Linked DNA regions of Sus scrofa: region 2 is linked to region 1. The links are chromatin contacts, called in public HiChIP or PLAC-seq maps. All regions are on one chromosome and are shown on one strand. The core of a region is the stretch at or near the end of the contact, and the rest is flanking DNA. Distances in the headings are between cores, read along the strand shown.

The links. HiChIP or PLAC-seq counts read pairs in DNA pulled down with a chosen protein or histone mark.
Region 2: a contact with region 1 is called in an H3K27ac HiChIP or PLAC-seq map of alveolar macrophages. The contact joins two enhancer-like sites. A contact is called at or near these places in 4 of 47 Hi-C or Micro-C datasets (embryonic fibroblasts, mesenchymal stem cells and retroperitoneal adipose tissue) and 1 of 2 datasets of contacts at active chromatin or transcription factors (alveolar macrophages).

What each region holds. Positions count from the first base shown.
Region 1 is chr7:52,588,425-52,592,640 of Sscrofa11.1, reverse strand. No RefSeq gene overlaps it. Among named protein-coding and RNA genes, the nearest start is that of PDE8A, 32 kb to the right of the region's middle. Within about 2 kb of position 2,155, at least 7 of the 83 cell types and tissues checked have an H3K27ac peak or open chromatin away from gene starts, as enhancers often do. A contact at or near this core is called in alveolar macrophages, where this site is marked.
Region 2 is chr7:52,942,471-52,946,686 of Sscrofa11.1, reverse strand. The region is part of intron 2 of ZSCAN2 (zinc finger and SCAN domain-containing protein 2); the gene reads left to right. Among named protein-coding and RNA genes, the nearest start is that of ZSCAN2, 13 kb to the left of the region's middle. Within about 2 kb of position 2,431, at least 4 of the 83 cell types and tissues checked have an H3K27ac peak or open chromatin away from gene starts, as enhancers often do. A contact at or near this core is called in alveolar macrophages, where this site is marked.

The DNA of each region.
Region 1 (4,216 bases), core at 906-3,405:
GGAGTTCCTGTTGTGCCATAGTGGAAGTGAAGCCAACTAGTATCCACTAGGATGCAGGTTTGATCCCTGGCCTTACTCACTGGGTCAGGGATCCGGTGTTGCTGTGAGCTGTGGTGTAGGTTGCAGATGCAGTTTGGATCCCACGTTGCTGTGGCTGTGGCTGTGGCCTAGGCAGGCAGCTACAGCGTTGGTTGGACCCCTAGCCTGGGAACTTCCATATGCCATGGGTGCAGCCTTAAAAAGCAAAAAAAAACAAAGCAAAACAAAACAAAAACAAACAATAAAACCAGTAGGGGAAATTGAATGAGGAATCTATGGTTTATGTAGGAACTCTCTATTACTTGCGCAGCATTTCTGTAAACCTGAAACTATTCTAGGGGAAGTTCCTGTTGTGGCTCAGTGGGTTCAGAACCCAACTAATATCCATGAGAATGAGGTTCGATCCCTGGCCTCACTCAGTGGGTTAAGGATCCAACATGGCCACAAGCCGTGGTGTAGGTCTCAGACATGTGGTGTAGGCTGGTGGTTGCAGCGCCAATTCAATTCTTAGCCCAGGAACTTCCATATCCCACAGGTATAGCTGTAAAAAGACAAAAAAAATGAAAATAAAAAATGTTTTAAATAAAACTATCCTAAAATCGAAAAATTTGTTTTAAAAACTGCATGGGGGTGAAAAAAAACCAAACCTGTATTTAAACAGGTGCTCTGTAACCTGTAATTCAGCCTGTGGGTGGCTTTGTCCTAGAAAATGCATGTCCCAGTAGGCAACCCACTAAGGTCTGTGAGTTGATCAGTGAGCTACATTTACTCCCTTTCCACCAATTCTTCTCGTGGCCCTGCTGTCACCTCTGCCATCCCCTCGCTTTAACTCAAGCATATGACTTCAGCTGAATATGAATTAATCCTGACTTCTTTACAACCACATGAAGAATATCATCTGCTTAAAAGTGCTTTTGACTCAGAGTTAGTGAGCCCTGACTTTGGACAGGACTCTGTATATCATTTTGGGGTATCTCCCCCTCCCAACTTTTCTGAGAATTTTTACACGCACTGCTCTCTGTCATCACGTTTGTTATGTTCGAATCCCAAGACTCCACCCCCATGACCATCACTGGTTGAACCAGGACTGAACACCTGACTCTGGAAAGGCAAATCCACAGTCTTGCCAATGGTCTTTCAGATTCTTGGGAAAGCAGTCAAACTAAAAAAAAAAAAAAAAAAAACCCTGAAGCAGAGCTGAGAGCTGACTCACCACAATGGGCCTGGCTTGGAGCTGATCTCATTCCCACCCTTTCTGCAGCCTAGTTGCTCAACTTTTCCTCGGATTTGGTGAAAGCTGAATTCTTTCCAAGATTCCCTCTAACCTGAGCTAATGTAAGAAGGTTCTTTGTATGTCATAATCAGGAGGATACTGCCTAGGAAAGCCACTTTGTCAAACTCCCTGTTCTGCTTGGAATCCAATGGTCATCATCATTTGCTTGAACACCACTCAAATAGGAGTCTCACTACCTAGCTGTACAGCCTGTTTCATATTGGACAGCTCCACTTCTTAGAAGGTTCTTTTTTTTGGCTTTTTGGCTTTTTGGGCCCACACCTGCGGCATATGGAGATTCCCAAGTTTGGGGTCAAATCAGAGCTACAGCTGCCAGCCTACACCACAGCCACAGCAATGCAGGATCTGAGCCATGTCTGCAACCTACACCACAGCTCACAGCAACGCCCGATTCTTAATCCACTGAGCGAGGCCAAGGATCAAACCCACAACCTCATGGTTCCTAGTCGGATTCGTTTCCACTGCACCATGATGGGAACTCCTTGGAAGGTTCTTTTTGATTTTGCATCAAAAAAGATTCCCTTTTAATCCCAGTTTTGCAATTCTAGACTACTCAGGACAAGCTCAATCTTGTGGGTGTCTATATTATTCTTAAAAAAAAAAAAACAAGTAATACTGACTCATTAGTTTTTAAAAGTCAAATTTTATAGAAACCTTATGGAAATGTTCTACTCTCTTTTCCACATGACAGCCCAGCCAGTCTTCCTTTCTCTGAGCTGGGAACTCTTAGTTCTTTCAGTTGTTACTCACATAGCACATAATAGTTTCAAAATTTGCCACAGACCTGATTCTTAGTTGTTCTGCACTCATGTGCAGACAGTTCATGAGTCATGAGCAAATCCAACACTGAAGCCAGAATGCAGGGTAGTAAATATGATCTCATGGGTGTAACCTAGATGATGTGTTGGAACTAAAGAGTGGATATAGCCTTAGGAGGGTATTTAAAAGGGACAGATCTATTAGGAAGAAAGAGTGTTAAGAAGCTGCATGCCTGTTTCAGGAGTTCCCATTGTGATTCAGTGGGTTAAGAATCTGACTCGAATCCATGAGGATTTGGGTTCCATCCCTGGTCTCGCTCAGTGGGTTAAGGATCCGGTGTTGCCATGATCTGTGGCATAGGTTAAAGATGCAGCTCAGATCTGCCATTGCTGTGGCTGTGGTATAAGCCTCAACTGCAGCTCCGATTCAACCCCTAGCCTGGGAACTTCCCTATGCCACAGGTGTGGCCATGAAAAGGAGAAGAAAAAAAAAAAGCTACATGCCTGCTTCAGAAATCCTCAAAGCTGAGGATTTTCATCTCGAGAGGGAAATGCCAAAAGGAGTTGTCACTGAAGAAGAGAATGGGAGAAAGTCCTGGCCTAGATCACAAAGGGAACCAGAGATAGGATAAGAATGGGGTAGATGTGACCCATGTATTGGAACATCTATTAGGATATCTATTTACCCACCATCAAGGGTACAACTATTTCCTCACTTGCCTAGGGGGTGATTTCCATTCTGGAGGTGAAGGGGAATTGCTGCTTTGGACCAAGTTCTGGCAAAGATGTGGAATGGCAAAGTGGAAGTAACCATGCCAATGGAGACTCGGTGACTGGAAGCAAAGGCGAGGCTGACATAGCCAGGCACTTATAACACACTTCAAGATATAGGCATCAGAAACAAGACTCTGAATGGAAAGCCAGCTCTTGAATGTAATTCTGGTTCGCTCTAGTAAAACACCCTAATGAGGACAGGAAGGCAGAGATGACAAAAGAAATGAGTGCAGTTATAAAGGAGTATCAGGAACCTGGCTTGTAAGAATTTTAAAATTGGGAGTTCCCATCATGGATCAGAGGGCTAAGAACCCAGCATAGTCTCCATGAGAATGTGGGTTGGATCCCTGGCCTCACTCGGTTGGTTAAGAATCCAGCGCTGCTGTGCGCTTCAGCCTAAGTCGCAGATGCAGCTCAGGTCCGGTGTTGCTGTGGCTGGGGCTTAGGCGGGCAACTGCAGCTCTGACTCGACCCCTAGCCTGGGAACTTCCATATGTCGTAGGTGTAGCCCTAAAAATAAATGAATAAATAACAAGGGAGAAATAATCTCACAAGAACTATTTGGAACAGATCTCAAATCCTCATACACGTTTCTGTTGCCATCTGACTTCTCTCACAAGTCATCTTTCCCATCGTTTCAAGATGGGACTCATTTCTCATCTCTAAGTAAGATGGGCAATAACAGACCCGCCTGGCACACAGAAGCCACAGCTCTCTGGGAGTCAGTGCATGCTGTATGCTCGGTGACCGCACGTGCTTGTATCCATGTGAGCGAGACTGGTGAGGCTTTGGAACCTACCATGTGGGGCGCTTCTGCTGTCACTAAGCTCCAACTGACAAAGGACACTTTTTTTTTTCCCCAAGCAAAAATGTTCTGTTTTTCTTTCCAAGAAAAAAATATAAGTCCTTTAGGGATGGGAAATTCACTTTGTAAACTAAAGATAGCTTTTATCTCCAGAAACGTAGTTTCTCAATAAGATTCTTTTCCACTTTTAGAGGCATCACTTGTTTATATTCTAAACTGAACTATGTTTGGAGTTCCCATCTTGGCTCAGAGGAAATGAATCTGACTAGCAACCACAAGGACGAAGGTTTGATCCCTGGCCTTGCTCAGTGGGTTAAGGATCTGGTGTTGCCGTGAGCAGTGGTGTAGGTCACAGATGCGGCTGGGATCCCGCATTGCTGTGGCTATGGCTATAGCCGGCAACTATAGCTCCTATTTGACCCCCAGCCTGGGAACCTTCATATGCCTTGAGTGCAGCCCTAAAAAGACCAAAAGAAAAAAAAAAAACCCACTGAACTATTTTTTCAAAGCCAATGTCTCAATTAGAGGAGAAACAAATGGTATCAA
Region 2 (4,216 bases), core at 1,182-3,681, 350 kb before region 1:
ATTTTGGAAAAACTAAAATTGGATCCCTACCTTGTAACTTACACAGAAATAGATCCATGCTTCCTAAGTTACACAGAAATAAATTCCAGATAAATTATAGAACTCTACTGTGAAAAATCTGGAGTCACCTATAAGAATATTGTTGCAATCTTGCAGTGGGATAGACCTTCTTAATTTTTTTAAATGATTTTTATTTTTTCCCTGATAGTTGGTTTACAGTGTTCTGTCAATTCTACCGTACAGCAAAGTGACCCAGTCACACATGTATATACATTCTTTTTCTCACATTATCCTCCATCATGTTCTATCATAAGTGACTAGACAGCACAGGGAAATATATCTAGGACTTCTTAATTTTAAATAAGAAATCTTCAAAGCTAAATCGAACTCAAGGAAACAGGGGAAAAAAGTGTTTTATATAAAAAAGATACTGTGAACAAAGTTCAAAGATACTGTACAGTCTGGGAGGAAGTATTGCAGTGTAGCAGAAGAGTCAAAATCCTGATCTATAGGATTTCTCGTCGTGGCGCAGTGGTTAACGAATCCGACTAGGAACCAAGAGGATGTGGATTCGATCCCTGGCCTTGCTCAGTGGGTTAAGGATCTGGCGTTGCCGTGAGCTGTGGTATAGGTTGCAGATGCGGCTCGGATCCCGCGTTGCCCTGGCTCTGGCGTAGGCCGGTGGCTACAGCTGGGATTAGACCCCTAGCCTGGGAACCTCCATATGCCGCGGAAGGGGCCCCAGAAAAGGCAAAAAGACAAAAAAAAAAAAAAAAAAAATCCTGTGGCAAACAAAAATGTAAACAATCTGTTGACAATCTGTTTATACTTTCTAAAACCTGAAGTTAATCTCAGTCAAGTATAGATGGCTCTTTCTATGAGTAAGTGGATAATTAAGTCTTCTACCCAAAAGGAACAAGCTTGTTAATTGAGCTTACAGTGGAGCATGTGAATGAATAAAGTAGATTGGTATCATATAGACAATTGCACAATCAGTTAGAACAGCATTCCCATCTTCACCCAGTGTTACCTTCTGAGAAGAGCTGTCTTTGTAGACTCTGACGGCACCCCTGCTTGCTCGCTCTTCACCCTATTTTACTTCCTTCACAATACTTACACTGTCTGAAAATAACAATCTGAATAAAGAGTATATATTATGTATACTTATAATATATGTATACACATAAGATGAGTATATGTCATCATCTTTTAAACTATACTGCACAGTGCAAAACCCTTGGCTCAAAGTCTCTGTGTAGGAGTTCCCCTGTGGCTCAATGGTAACGAACCAGACTAGTATCCATGAGGACGCGGGTTCGATCCCTGGCTTCGTTCAGTGGGTTCAGGATCCGGCGTTTCTATGAGCTATGGTGTAGGTTGCAGTCGGAGCTCAGATCCCGCATTACTGTGGCTGTGGTGTATGCTGGTAGCTGTAGCTCTGATTTGACCCCTAGCCTGGGAACTTCCATGTGCTGTGGGTACGGCCCTTAAAAAAAGTTTAAAAAAAAATTGAAGTCTCTGTGTAGATAAGGGAACTTTTTCCCTGCCACAGAGTCTTGGAGGTGATCAAGACATTTAGAAAATGAGACCCCTTCTTTCTCTATTTCCTTAATGCCTGACTCATCTCTGAGTTTCCTCTACCAGAGATCTGAGCCTTCTTACCACTTGCACAAGCTGGCTTCCTCAGAAGCCTGTCTCCCTGCATTCAGTGACAAAATATACTTATCTTGATGTAGCAAACACTATTTCTACAGATGAAGTTCTTTTTTTTTTTTTTTTTTTTGGCACACCCTCAGTATGTAGTAGTTCCCAGGCCAGGGATCAAACCCGTGCCACAGCATTGACAACACTGGGTCCTTAACCCACTGAGCCACCAGGGAACTCCTGGTGAAGTTCCTTTCTAAAGAAAATTCCCAGTTCCTACCTTCTTATCCTATCTCTACTCATTGCATACTGATGAAGATATTCCTCTTGTATCTGGCCACACCAGCTTCTGAGTTTTCACTTTCTTAATTGACTACCCACCAAAAAAAGGAGGGAGGAGTTCCCATCGTGGCGCAGTGGTTAACGAATCCGACTAGGAAACATGAGATTGCGGGTTCGGTCCCTGCCCTTGCTCAGTGGGTTAACGATCTGGCGTTGCTGTGAGCTGTAGTGTAGGTTGCAGACGCGGCTTGGATCCAGTGTTGCTGTGGCTCTGGCGTAGGCCGGTGGCTACAGCTCCGATTCAACCCCTAGCCTGGGACCCTCCATATGCCGTGGGAGTGGCCCAAGAAATAGCAAAAAAAAAAAAAAAAAAAAAAAAAAAAAAAACCCAAAACAAAACAAAAAAAAACAAAAAAGGAGGAAATTGGCTGCGGTTGAGTGTACTCTGTACTCTTGATTTCACCAGTGTCAGCCTTTCTTGAGGAGGAGCTTGGAAGGGGCCAGGCTTCTTCATCCTTCCCCATTCAGTGACTTCTTTTGGAGGTCGTTGTTAAGGGAGAAAGCCTGATGGGTACTCTTTCCTGTCCTTTAGAATGGCTCCTGTGCCTCTGTGTTGTCAGAGGTCAACCTTAAAAGAACTTTCGGCCTCCATTTGGTCTTTGGAGTGTAAGTCTTGGCATCTTTGTCTACATAAAGGAGGATAGGACTGGTCCTTAAGCAGCAGACAGTGAGGGCATTATTGGGTCTGGATTCTGCCCAGAGGGGCCTCTGCAATGAGATAATAGAAGATAGTCACACAAATTATGACGTATCACATTTAAAGGCCCCCAAATGACAGAAATTCTCTTTGTTTTTTGTCTTTTTAGGGCCACACCCACGGCATATGGAAGTTCGAAGGCTAGGGGTCAAATCAGAGCTACAGCTGCCGGCCTACGCCACAGCCACAGCAACGCCAGATCGGAGCCACATCTGTGACCTACACCACAGCTCACAGCAACGCCGGATCCTTAACCCACTGAGTAAGGCCAGAGATCAAACCCACATCCTCATAGATACTAGTTGGGTTCATTACTGCTGAGCCACAGTGGGAGTGCCTCTATTGTATTTTTGTCTAATAGTTCAATACTGATTTTTTTCCCTTTAAAACTTTTGATCTCTTTGAGCTTTGTCCTAGTAGGGGTCCACCTGAAATTTTCTAGGTCTAGCATCATTTATGGAATGTGGTGTCTTTTTTCCATGGATATGAGAGGCCACCCTTATCACACATTAACATTAAATTCCCATGGTCATATAGATTATTTGTTCTGTTCCACCGATCTGTCTATTCATGTGCCACTTGTATTAAATTTGGAATTCACATGTATAACATTCTGAGTTCGCCTGTGTATTGAGTCTGGAGTTTTGGTTTTGTTTCATTGGTCTGATTATCTATTAATGTTTTACTGATTGAGATTTTACAATTTGCTTTAACATCGGACAGAAGTAGTTGCCTGCCTCCCTACTCCCCTAGTTCCATCAGTAATCTTATCTACACTAATGTTTATCTTATACCATTTAAGACTCCTATACTTCAGTTATATGAGTATAACTTGCCAATTTTGTTTTTTATTTAAAAATGTTTTCTTTTTATGGCCACATCCATGGCATATGGATGTTCTCAGGCTAGGGGTCGAATCAGAGCTGCCCCTGCAGGCCTCCGCCACAGGCACAGCCACACTGGATCCAAGCCACATCTTTGACCTACACCACAGCTCATGGCAATGCTGGGTCCTTAACCCACTAAGCCACGACAGGAACTGCCAATTTTGAATGGCAGTTCTTTGAATTCCCAGGTATACAGATGAGACAGTCAACAAATATATCCTACATCCCACCTTCTTTCCTGCAACCCCAATCTCGGTTAGGATGTCATTTCTACATCGCTGTAGAAATTCTACATCTACATTCTTATATCACCCTAATCGCTACAGTTGTTCTATTTTTTATTTTTTATTGAAGTATAGTTGATTTACCATGTCATGTTAGTTTCAGGTGGGCAAGTAGTGATTCAGCTTTTTATATATAAATATGTATTCTTTAAATATGTATCCTTTTTCAGATTCTTTTCCCTTATATGTTCATCACAGCGGTTCTAGACGTTCTAAAGTTGAATTTATCAAGTGTTCAGCTCCAGTCCTTTTGCTCTAGAATTTGCCTTATCTCGTAGTTGACTGAAATTCCTCTCCTAATAGTTTTCTCAGGAAGGACCATAGGAACAATATTCTGCAAATTTGTGTATCTTCAAAGCTCT